Linked DNA regions of Mus musculus: region 2 is linked to region 1. The links are chromatin contacts, called in public HiChIP or PLAC-seq maps. All regions are on one chromosome and are shown on one strand. The core of a region is the stretch at or near the end of the contact, and the rest is flanking DNA. Distances in the headings are between cores, read along the strand shown. Region 1 has its middle 9.9 kb from the start of n-TPtgg8. Region 2 holds the start of Dgat2 (diacylglycerol O-acyltransferase 2).

Region 1 (6,212 bases), core at 1,803-4,302:
ATTTCCTAGGCCGTAGGATCATTTCATCCAAACAGTTCCGTCTAAGCTAGAGACTAAGGCTGTAGAGGGCCAAGGACTCGCCCGTGGACACACAGCACAGAGGTGATCAAGGCCCACAATAGTGGCGCGTACTGGGCTCCAACCCCTCAGGACCTGCCTATCCCTACTGCTTCACTGACCCTTCCCATTGGCTGTCTGAAGCAGCCCCATTTCCAAATGGACAAGTGGGACCTGGGTGGGAGGATCATACTGCTATTGACGGAAGCCCAGGACTGACACAGGTCTGCCCGAAACTGGAGCCTTAGACCGTGCCTTAGTCAGTGTTTTATTGTGAGGAGACATCCTAAAGGCAAAACTCTTCAGTTTCACCCACCCCCCCTTTTTTTGGCAAGGGTAAAAAGTAGCCACATTCTTTGCCAAAGTGTCACAAGTATGGTCTCCAGGCCACTTACCCTCTGAAACCCCTTGAGCTGGGCTGTTGGAATTTATGTTACTCTCAGCTGTCGTGCCTGGTCTCAGCTACTGCCCCAGCACCATGTCTGCCTGCATGCTGCCGTGCTCCCCACCATGATGGTGATGGACTAACTTCTAAAGCTGTAAGCCATCCCCCAGTTAAATGCTTTCCTGTATAATATTTGCCTCGGTCATGGTGTCTCTTCACAGCAGTAGGACAGAGACTAAGAGGAGCTGTTACTGCACATTGTCACGAATGCAGTTATTCTGCACTTGACATGCGGGCTCAGTGGACAAAGGCACTTGCCGTCAAGCCTGTGTTCCATCCCTGGAACCCACGTGGTAGAAAGGAGAACCCACTCCTGAAAGTTGTTCCCTAATACACTGTGGTGCATATATGTGTATATATACACCACACACACACACACACACACACAAAGGAATTATTCTAAAACATAGTTAAAACTGGCATGATAAAATCTTTCATCCCATACATTTTACACGTACTAATAAATAAATGTAAAACATGATTAAAATGCTGAAATTTATATGGTAGGTAATTTACCGTAATTAAAAACCAATAAAAACGCAAATACCAAGAGTGCTATTGACTGTAACTCTAAATGGAAAAATGACATGGATTGTAAATTATCTCTTTAAAAAGCTGCTTCTAGAGTTGTCTCGCCTTCTTGAGCTGGATTTTGTAGGCTCCTGTCTCAAGCATTAAGACAGTAGTAGGGGAGTTGGGGATTTAGCTCAGTAGTAGAGCGCTTGCCTAGCAAGCGCAAGGCCCTGGGTTCAGTCCTCAGCTCTGGGAAAAAAAAAAAAAAAAGACAGTAGTAGAATCAGCGATACACCAAAGGAGGAGGAAGGTACTCTGATGTAGAGGCAGGGGCTGAAGGGGCGCAGGCAAGGGAGTCCATAGCCAGGGGACTGCCACAGGGCCACAGGCCAGATGCACTTTGTACTCCTAAATGGAGAGCCTGCTGTAGCCAACACTGGGGCTCAGTGCCAGCCCCATGGCAGAGGTGACATTGTTTGGGTTTTGAAGGATAAGTAGGAGCTACAGCCTGGAGACATTTTAGGAGAAGAGTCCAGCTAGAAGAAATGGTGCATGCAGAGGCCCCGAGGTGTGAGCTGGGGGCTGAGAGTGTGCCATCAAACCCTCTGCCAGTCCTGAGAGCAACGTCAACATCTGCCCAGGGGCCAAAACCAACACGCCTCCCGGCATCCTCCCTGCCACTCTCTACTCCTGACCCAGGAGCCTTCTCAGCCTGTCAGTCAACAGCCTGAATTTACTGGGTGAGCAAGAGTGGGTTCTGAACTAGCAGTGCCATCTGCTCCTTCACAGCTACCAAGAAAGAGGCGAGCATTGCTGGCAGAAGAAGCCAGGTTTCACATCAAAGATACTGGAACTGACTCAAGAGGACCAGAGGTGTGTGTGTGTGTGTGTTTGTACATGTGTGTGTGCATCCTCAATGGTGATAGGTTCCATGCTCCCTTACCTATGTTTGATCATTAAGAAGCTAGGGAGTAGGCTGGAGGTGTAGTTCACAGGGAGAGTGCTTTGCTAGCATGGATGAAGGCCCAGGTTTGATCCTCAGCACCATTTAAAATGAATGTGGTGGCACAGGACTGTAATCCCAGCCCTGGGAAGGCAGAGGCAGGAGGATCAAAAGTTCAAGGTCATCTTTGACTACTTGATGAGTATAAGACCAACCCAGGATACAAAGACTCTGTCTTTAAAAACATGCTAGCCAGGTATGGTGGTGCACACATTTAATCCTAGCAGTTGGGAGGCAGAGACAGGCAGATTTCTGAGTTTGAAGCCAGCCTGGTCTACAGAGTGAGTTCCAGGACAGCCAGGGATATATAGTAAGACCTGTCTCCAAAATCAAAAACGCTGGGGGGACCCAAGCATGGTGGTACAGGTTTATCAAACCGACAGTGCTGGTGAGGCAGGAAGGACATGAGTTTGAGGCCAGCCTGGGTGTTATAGTGAGACCCTGTCTCCTAACGAACCAAAGGAAGGAAGGAAGGAGTGAGTGAGTGGGTGAGTGAGTGAATGAATGAGTGGGTCGATGAGTAGATAAAAACAGAGGAAAAGAAAATTGAACCAAAGTGGAATTCATGAACTTGAAAGTACCTCTAAAATGAAATTTTTCCTAACAAGCTAAGCTAGGTTTGGTGGCATGTGCATGTGACCCCAGCTCTTGGGAGCCAGCAAGAGGGAGGTGGAGAGTATTACATGCATAACAGGCAGGGGGTTTCCTTCTGGGGGTGATAAAAGTGTTCTAGAACCAGATAACGGTGGGCAACATTTCCAACGTCACTAACGGTAACCTTTGTGTATCTTAACATAATTTTTAAATGAGTGGATGGATTCAAAGCAATCACATCTGCAATAGGCCTCCAGTCCTTAGCACAACCGACTCCATGATGGAAGTACCATTCAGGCTGTAAAACCCAGCACGTAGACAGCACCACCTGGCAACACTAAAACAAAGGCCCAATCCATCAAAGTCCATAGTTCTGGGAAAGTCCCTAAATGTGCTGACCTTGCTTTTTAACTTCTGCAGTTCTGCTTTGGCTAACTGTTCTTTGTTAACTGAAGTAGGTCAACCCAGAACACCTTGAGAAAGGCTCAGTGCTACACTGAAATCCTGAGCACCCAGTATAGTCGCTGTCTGGCTAATAAAGACTTTCTGCTGGCTTAAGCTCGTGTTCCAGCAGTCTTCTCTGGTGAATACCCCACAACAATGATCACTGGAGTAGAAAATGAGATCGGCCACAGCGGTCACCCATCAAATTTGCTGCCAAATGCAGGACTTAGAAGAGAGGTGTGGTGGGCTTGGAGCCACGAACCTCCACCTAGTTGGCAGGCCCGGGGGATTTCCTCTGATGAGCACACAGAAGGAACACGAAAGAGAGACTGCGAAAGAGAACAGGAAACATTCAGCCACTCAGGGGACATGGGGACATTGGCTGTTTAGCTGACTCTTCCAAACCCGTGTGCATTGTGAATCACACTCCACTGGAAGAGTCTTGGTAGGAGCCAGGGGTCAGGTCTACCACAAAAGAGGAAGGGCTGTCCAACCGAAAACCTTGCTGTGTATATACTGTGGTTGCCATGGGACCCAGCTCAGCAGATTGGATGTCCCAGCTAAGTGCTTTGCATCTTGCAGGAGTGTCATACCACAGGGGCAGGGAGCTATTCTTACAAGATCCAGTGGAAGGAGGGGAGAAATGAGCAAACTTAGTCATTCAAGGTTTTACTGAGTGTTTACTCCATGTGACTTGAAGAAGGAATGAGCGTGTGCAAGTGTGAATGTAGTCTGTGCTCTTGGGGCATGAGGTGGCTGCCCAGTGAGGTGAGGGCCTGGCAGGGGACTCCAAGCTTACCTATCTGTGAGTGGTTCCAGACCAGATGACAAGGACATCCACTGGCATCCTCTTTCAGAGACCAGGTGGGGGGTCTGGTCTCTGACAGGCTACCGGTCCCATAAAGCAGTGATTTATGCTCTAGCTGCCTGTGGACCATGGTGTCGTCTGTGCTTTGTTTATTTATTTGTGAGGGCCAATTAGGTTCTGGCTAGCCCGTCCTTCTGTCTGCATGTGTTCTCACCCCACACAGCGAGAGATGGATGCCTTGGAATTATTTTGCATGAAATTGCCGTGGAGAACTATTTGGCCCGCGTTTGATTTCACCTCCTGTTACAGCATAATTTGTTCTCCTGAAACATGTGGTGGCTGAGGGCCTGGAGAAGCAGATGTTCTGGGAGAGGCGGGGGCTCTGCAGACAAAGTGGGCAACATCATGGGCCAGTGGGGAGCCCTAGTCCTGACCCAGTGTAATTAGGGAAAGCTCTTGGCACCCTGTCTGCCTCAATTTCCCTTTCCATAAAGTAGGAGTGGAGCTGCTGTGGTTCACGGTTTTTATCTCGTTGGTAGCAGCAACTGAAGACAGGGAAGATTTATTTCAGCTCCTGGTTTCTGAGGTTTCCGCTCCTAGTCCTTGGCTCTTTTGTTCCTGGGTCTGTGGTGAGGCAGAACATCATGGCAGCCAGAACATGTGGCTAAAGCCTTCTCACTTCATGGAGGAGAGAAAGGCAGGGGAGACGGATATCCCAGACAAGATACAAAGCACAACCCCGCCCGACCCCTGGGACCCATCTTTTTCATCCAGGACTAACCTCCTAACGTTAAGAAGTGCCAACAGCTGAGGGACCAAGCCTTTAAGCGTCATAAAGTTCAATCTCTGACTAATTTGAGGGGATACTTCATATCCAAATCATAAAATTTACCTGTTTCCCAGAGGTGAGAGATAAACGACATATAGAAAGCCCTGTGCCTGGCCTACAGAAGGTCTAAAAATAAGTTGGCTATTATTTCTAGAAGAAATTATTGCCCCAGACAGGCTTTAGGGCATGGACAGAAGAGGCCTGGGTAGAGGTGCTCTCTGGTGCAGCTTCAAGAGAGCCATGGAGGGGAGGTCTGGACTGTCCCCTCCTATGATGCAAGCTGAAAGGAGTCAGTGGGAGTGATTGACAGTGGGAGGAGCCCGAGAGATGGCTCAGGAGTTAAAAGCACTGACTGCTTTGCCAGAGGATATGGGTTTGACATAGTGGTTCGTAACTCTAGTTCCAAGAGATCTGACACTGTCTTCTGGCATGTAAATGGTTCACAGATGTACATACAGGCATCGAATGAAAAGATTGTAATCAGAAGAGGAGAAAGAGGAAGAGGAAGTGGAAGCATCATCGCCTGGGAGATTCGTGAGGCGAAGCTCTGAGTGTGCCTGTGCGGTTTTTCCTGAGAGGATAAACTGGTAGCGGGAGACCCTCCCTAGATGTGGATGGCATCATCCCACGGTCAGGTGACCCAGAGAGAACAAAGGGTGCGAAAAAATAGACAATAAGGGTAAAGGCACTTGCTACCTAGCCTGACAACCCCTGGGACCCACATGGTAAAAGGAGAAAACCAACTTCTGAACGTTGTCCTCTGGCTTCCATATGTGTATCACAGCACCCATCCATGCACACACACAAAGTATAATGGAAAAAAAAATTAAACTAGAAATCGGGCCAAGTGGTGGTGGCACACGCCTTTAATCCCAGAACTTGGGGGCAGAGGCAGGCAGATTGCTGAGTTTGAAGCCAGCCTGGTCTATAGAGTGAGTTCAAGAACAGCCAAGGCTACACAGAGAAACGAGGCAGCGGCGGCGGGCAATCAGATGGCTCACCAGCATTACCCTTCCTCTGGTCCTTAGGCACCACGCTGTGAACTGAGCTGATCTGCCATGCTTTCCTTGACTATGATACTCTGAGTTCTCAAAAACAGAATCAACTGAATCTTTCCTGGATGTAACTTTTCTGTCAGGTGTTTGGTCACAGTGACACAAAAAGCAACTGATGCAGAGAGGAAGCCAGAGGAATTTGTGGGATCAGTGTGAAGGGCCGTGGATGGCAGAGATGGCTACAGGACAAGTATGAGCCAAGAGGGCCATGAGCTGATTTCTCCACTGTAAAAGGCACTCAGGACTGGAGGGAAGCTGGTTCCCATCTGTCTGTGAGCAGCCGAGGGGCTGCACTGCTTTCCTAGGGCTTTTGTAACAACAGACTACAGACTGGGGGCTTAAAACAGTGGCAGCTTGTTCTTATACCTCTTTTTGTCCCCCCTCCCCCCGTCTGTGTGTGTGTGTGTGTGTGTGTGTGTGTGTGTGTGTGTGTGTGTGTAGGCATTCTACAAAGTATGTGTCAA
Region 2 (6,212 bases), core at 1,930-4,429, 380 kb before region 1:
ACTTACCATCTACATTCCCTTTCCAGCCATACCAGGGCTCCATTGGAACCCATGCTGGAACCTCTGAATATATGCCCTTCCTCTCTGACCAACAGATTAATCTCATATCCAGCAGCAATATTGCCTCATTTTGACTTTCTCATTTATCGTTCCCTGACAAATGACACGTCTATTGGCCAATCTACCGTCCACTGAGCCTCTTGGTTGAGTTAGACCCACAATGGGCATAGACCAAGGGCTCCTGGGCTTGGGTAAATTCCAAGCTCAGCAGAGGCAGGCAATGGCAACCAGGATGGGAGGGCCAGCCTTGGCCTGACCTTACACTTCCCTGCACAACAGCCTGGCCATCCTTTGACCACTGGTCTCATCTCTTGGTTGAGTCTCCACCAAGGCAGGGACAAGTTCTGGTTCTGTGTGTTCCAATCAGTACCTGACCCAGAGAAGGTGCACAGGAAAATGCTGAAGTACACACATGAACTTGGGATCTGAATGTTTCCAATGGGCCTCGTTTACCCAAAGTCCTGCCATTTGTTATCATTAAGATAATGGTATCTTACTCTCCTTGCATAATGGTAACACCCTTTCCATATTACTTTAGTTGATCCATAAGTAGTCAAGATAGGAACTGTCACCCTTTCTGTCTCCTTTTTTTCCTCCCTCCTCCTGTTTCTTTTTTGAGACAGGGTCTCGGCTAACTCAGGCCAGCTTCCAAATCATTACATAGTTGAGAATGACCTTGAGCTCCTGAAGGAGACATCCTCCTCCTCCTCCACCTCATCCTCTTCCTCACTGACCACATGCTCAGGTTATAACAGGTATGGCTAACTTCCCACCTCCACTTTGTGATGAACAACTATCGACTTAGCAAGGACACTTGACAAGTCACTGCTAAAGGAAAGACTACACCCCAGGCTTATAACCTTCCAGATTAATCTCTGCCCATCGGACAGTAGCAGAGGTAAGTGAGTTTTTCATGGGTCCTGGCACAAGGCCTCCTCTACAGAGATGCTCCTGGAGCAGGAATGTGCCATACAGTGACCCGAGGTCTTCCATGCTGTGTGTGTGTGTGTGTGTGTGTATGTTTGTGTATTGTTCTGCCCCCCATATATATATATATATATATATATATATATATATATATATATATATATATACCTCTCTCCCCCCACAGTTGTTGCACAGCATACATCCATCTCGAGTCTCCCGTGAGCATGGCATGCCAGTAGCTTTCCCTTAGTTCCATAAAATGACCTAGGACTACCACAGAGCATCATCATGCCCTAGGATCTTTTTCCTTCTATTTATGGTTGACTCAGTTCTCTGGGTTTGGTAGTATTTTCTCAGTGAGATTTGTGCCCCACCACTCATCATGCAAGTGTTTCTAGGTTTCACTAATGGCATTTGTCACAGGCCCTGGGACTTTCTCCCCTCTTCAGGTAGAACTCACCTCCTTTCTTTTCTGCTCTTCCCCAAGGCCCTATTGACCTAGACCTTACAGTATGCAACCCAAAGGTGAGCCACACCCCAGTCCTATCTTTTTTCTGAAGGGCATACCTTTAACCACTGCCTTTGCTTGAGATTCTCCCACTCACCCAGCTCCCCACTGCAACCTGTCCTCACGTTTATTTCTCATACTCTGTCAAGAGGGATCCTACAATTCATCTTACCTCTTTCGTTTCTTTTAAGGCTCTCCCAGAACCCAGTCCCACCCCAAAGTCTTAAGAGAGACACTGGAGGATTTTCTAATCCCATGTCACTGCAGTCTCCATCTCCCACGTTGCCAGGACTACAGTCTCTATGGTCCTGCCCCAATCCAGACATGCTGACTGATGCTGCCCTTCGGCTTGTGCTCACACCCTCATTCTGCGGAACTCCTCTTCCTCTGTGGGCAATGGGAATGAGTCCCAGTGCCTGTAGTGAGCTTAGTCCATATACCTCAGTTCCTCAATTCTCAAAGCCTCTCACAATACAATCACGGGTGTTCCCGTTTTTACAGATGTGAAAGAAAACTGAAGCTGCAAACTGCGAGTGGTGGCACATGCCTTTCACTCAGCACTAGAGTCAGACAAAGGTGCATCTCTATAAATTCAGGCCAGCCTAGTCTACATAGTGCCAGGACAGCCAGGGCTACAAGGAGAAACCCAATTTCTAAAAAGAGAAAAGAAAAGAAAAACCAAAACATCAACATTCACACAACCCTCAACCCCACACCCTGCCCCCCTCCGGCAAACCAAGCCAAACAAAAGACACCCTGAAGTTGAGGAAAAGAGAGGAAGAGAGGTCTGGAACTGGGCTTGAAGTCCATCACTCACTATGCTTGTAGTATTGCCTTTGTCTTTGGTGTTTGGAGACAGGGTCACTATGTAGCCTGGGCTGGCTTCAAACTCTTGCATACATACAGGAGAGGGAGGGAGAGAGAGAGAAGAGGCGAGAGAGAGAGAGAGAGAGAGAGAGAGAGAGAGAGAGAGAGAGAGAGAGGAGAGAGAGAGAGGAGAGAGGGGAGAGAAGGGGGAGAGAGGAGAGAGAAGAGGCGAGAGAGAGAGAGAGAGAGAGAGAGAGAGAGAGAGAGAGAGAGAGAGAGAGAGAGAGAGAGGAGAGAGAGAGCGAGCTGCTAGGATTGTAGGATTACAGGTAGTAGACTCCATCGCTCTAGGTTCCTTCCTGATAAGACTCAATCACTCCTATTTTTTTGCTGGTAAAAGGAAAGGCTGCGGCACTTGGGTAACTGTCAGGTCCAGCTGTAACCTAACGAATTCCAACACTACTCACTGCAGGCTAGGCCTGCCCAAGGAAAGCACAGCCAAAAGGGACACAGGCACCCGCACGGTCCGGATCGTCCCGCACGTGCTCAAACTCCCTGCCCACGTTCCAGCTGCTGGACCGTACTAACGTCTGAGAGAGAGGCTTGGGAGAATGACAAGGCGGTCGCTGGGGCAACCAGGAGTAGTTTCATACACCGGGACTCCGGCTCCCTTGCCCGTATTCTATAGACTCTGAACCGTACAGTTCAGGCCATGCTGCCTTCCTGGGCTCTGTGCATAGTTTATCGCCGGGAGTCTCACCCCCTACAAGAACATGGCACAGTCCGGGGCGGACCCTTTTGCCCCGCCCTATAGCGTCACGACCCGCCCCGTTGTGAGGTTATAAAGTGCGCGCGCAGCGGCGCTCGGCGCCGTGGCCGCGCTTCGCTGGCTTTCTGCTCATCTAGGGTGGCAGCGGCTACCTACCTCAGCTCTCGCCCTGCTGCCGCCACGGCCTGGGCGCTGTCCCTCAGCTCCCGGAGCTCAGCGCGAAGCCCTGGCCCCGGCGGCCGGGGCATGGGTCAGGGGCGCGGCGTGAGGCGGCTTTCTGCACGGCCGTGACGTGCATTGGCTTCAGCATGAAGACCCTCATCGCCGCCTACTCCGGGGTCCTGCGGGGTGAGCGTCGGGCGGAAGCTGCCCGCAGCGAAAACAAGAATAAAGGATCTGCCCTGTCACGCGAGGGGTCTGGGCGATGGGGTGAGTGTCAGTCATCCCTAGGGCTTTCATCCTGAGGGCACCCACAGCAAGACGACTTTCAGGAAGGGACTTTGGCCAAAGCGTGCTGCCCTGTGCTGGACGGACGGCTAGCTAGTTCAGGTCGGAGTCCCAGACAATTATTTCCAGTTTTTAAAAGGTCTCGCCTTGTAGCCTAGGCTGGCTTCCAACTCTTAATCCTCCTTCCTTGGCATCCCAGGTGCTGTGATTGCAGGTGTGCCACTACAACTAGCTTCTCTTTAGGGGAACTTGACTCTTCTGCATCCTGTCATTTGGTTAAGGATGAGGCAAGATTCATGCTTAGCTCGGCTGGTTACCCAGTTTGAGCCAGGCAACCTGGTATCCTAGGCTAGCCTGGCTTCATTCTCCATCCTGGTACTCACTAATGTTGCAACACGTGTTACATCACTTGCCATCCCCCCAGCTGCTGAGGGCGACACCACCCACTCAGCTCAGTTAGTAGTGATATTTCACTCTCCAGCCCCCAGTACTGATCTACCTCACAAGGTGGAGCAGGATTTGGCTGGGAGGAACTGGATGGGGCAGGGTGGTAAGTAGGGTTTTGTAATCCCCTGAAACAGTCACTGGATGGAGAACATGCCTGCCTGGAACCAGGTGTGCCCCAACTGCCCTCTGCCCCAGCTTTTGTGGGCCAACCCAGACTGTGAAGCCCTCACAGCGCAACCCTGAGTCTGACATACTTAGAAGAGGGGTGGGAAACCCTTGGATTTTTTTCGTTTGTTTAGTCTGTGTAACAGCTCTGTTTGTCCTGGTATTCTATAGACCAGGCTGGCCTTGAACTCACAGAGATCTGCCTAAGTTGATTATCCTTCTAGAAGTTGTGTCTGCCTTCAAGATAGAACCGAGGCCTTCAGTGAATGGGGAAGGGGGGCATACAGTTCAAATCACACCTCAGCCTTTTCCATACAAGGCAAAGCACCCCACGTTGCTTAGCTGAAGCTGCAGAAACTGAAGGAGGAGGAACGAGCTACCCCAGTTTTCCTTAGAAAGGGCAGCGGTGATGCACACCTTCAATCCTAGGACTTGGGAGGCAGAAGCAGGCAGATCTCTTGAGAGTGAGTCCAGCCTGGCTTACAGGATGAGTTAGTTCCAGGACATATTAGTTGTGGTAATCTTGAAAGTTTAGGCAATCAGGAACAAAATAAGATTGCTGGTAAACCAACTATCTAGTGGTTACATCTCTTAGTACATGTTGTATAAAGTCAAGAATATGAGATAGAGATACACGCACACGCACACACACACACGCGCACACAGTTCTAAATTCAGTCTTCTCTTAATGGTACGGCATGAATATTTCTTACCATTTGTATGTCTGCCATTCTCACATGCTGGTGGCTGCAAGCTAACCCATGCTGGGGCTCCATCAGAGTGTTTCCACCTGGCATTGGCACCAGTCCTAGCTGACTGTTGCTATGGTTATCTGCCCCTGGAGAAGTGTTTCCATCCTAGGGGGCAAGCCCCTGGAGCTGCCCCACATACAGCCTACAGCTTCCACTGGCCTCTTCTCAGTGCTTCTCTCTTCCTTGGGCCTTTTGATTCCCTTAACAGGGAAGGACGCGATCTGCCCATGTCAATGCTTTTAAATATTCTCAGTCTCTGGGTAATGGCCCCTGCCTGCGGTCTGCTATGGCCCCTCCTGGAGCTATTCTTCCTGGGCTCTCCTCTGTCTTCCAAGAGCAGGATGCCTGTTAAATTCTTTTTTTTTTTTTTTTGACAGTTTTGTTTTTGTTTTTTAACTCAGAATTTGTCCTCCAGCTCTTGAGCAGTTCTTTACTGTCATAGCAAGAGAATTTCTCCATGTTGATGTTCAATGTAGAAAATACAATGGGGAAAAAAGTGGGTGTGATTACCTCATAGACTGCAACCAGGACTAATATGAAATGCAGACTAGTCAGTTTAACTCTCTGGAATCTACTTTGGTGAAAGACTAGGTGGGGTAGGGGAGGGTGCTCTAGCAAAGTCTCTGTTATCTTGCCATCTCCAGGAGGCCTCCTTGTTCCTCCTTGGTCCTATGGACACTCCCTAGTGGCCTAGTTTGTCTCCTCAGAGCAGTTCCCACCAACCACCCTGGTAGTGGCAGTGTTCAAGGAAGGAGGCAAGAGTATGGACTCTGTGAAGGGAAGTTCCATAATGGGTGAGAGATTGCACTGATAACTTGTTTTATTGTCGAAACCTGGATGGTGTGCATTTGTTGGGAGAGAGGGAGTCTGTTTTTTATTTGTGTGTGTGTGTGTGTGTGTGTGTGTGTGTGTGTGTGTGTGTGTAGTTCCTCAAGACAGGTTGTTTTGTTTGTTTTTTATGGCTGGCTGTCCTGTCACTTACTCTGTAGACCAGGTTGGCCTTACAGAACTACCTACCTGCCTCCTGAGTGCTGGGATTAAAGGCATATGCCACCCCTCCTGGTTCACATTGGCATTTCTGATCTCTGAATGTCTGGCTTAGACGGTGGCTTAGAAGCTAATAGGCACCCGCAGGGCCATCCCTGCCTTTGCTCCTGGATGGGGGGCTTCTCATGGTGGAGCCTTGGCTGCTTGTGACTATTCTTAGTTTAGTCCACGACCCAGCGTGAGGTAGTGGCAGTACAGCTCTGAGCTGGGACATTGTGTGGCTCTGAAGCCTAGGACAGGGGTGGAGTCATAGTTGGGATTTTAATAAAAGAATCCCAACAGC

Evidence for each region. HiChIP or PLAC-seq counts read pairs in DNA pulled down with a chosen protein or histone mark.
Region 2: an H3K4me3 HiChIP or PLAC-seq map of bone marrow-derived macrophages shows a contact between it and region 1, with 7 times the contacts expected there. The contact joins the promoter of Dgat2 here to the enhancer-like site in region 1. A contact is called at or near these places in 4 of 484 Hi-C or Micro-C datasets (CD4 T cells, CD8 T cells and embryonic stem cells), 3 of 115 datasets of contacts at active chromatin or transcription factors (bone marrow-derived macrophages, memory CD8 T cells and pancreatic cancer cells) and 2 of 9 other capture datasets (adipose tissue and liver).

Annotation. Positions count from the first base shown.
Region 1 is chr7:98,802,386-98,808,597 of GRCm38.p6, reverse strand. No RefSeq gene overlaps it. Among named protein-coding and RNA genes, the nearest start is that of n-TPtgg8, 9.9 kb to the left of the region's middle. Within about 2 kb of position 3,052, at least 83 of the 459 cell types and tissues checked have an H3K27ac peak or open chromatin away from gene starts, as enhancers often do. A contact at or near this core is called in adipose tissue, bone marrow-derived macrophages and liver, where this site is marked.
Region 2 is chr7:99,179,680-99,185,891 of GRCm38.p6, reverse strand. It overlaps Dgat2 (diacylglycerol O-acyltransferase 2), which reads left to right and starts at 3,179. Exons shown (of 8, transcript NM_026384.3): 1 at 3,179-3,500. The coding sequence starts at 3,380.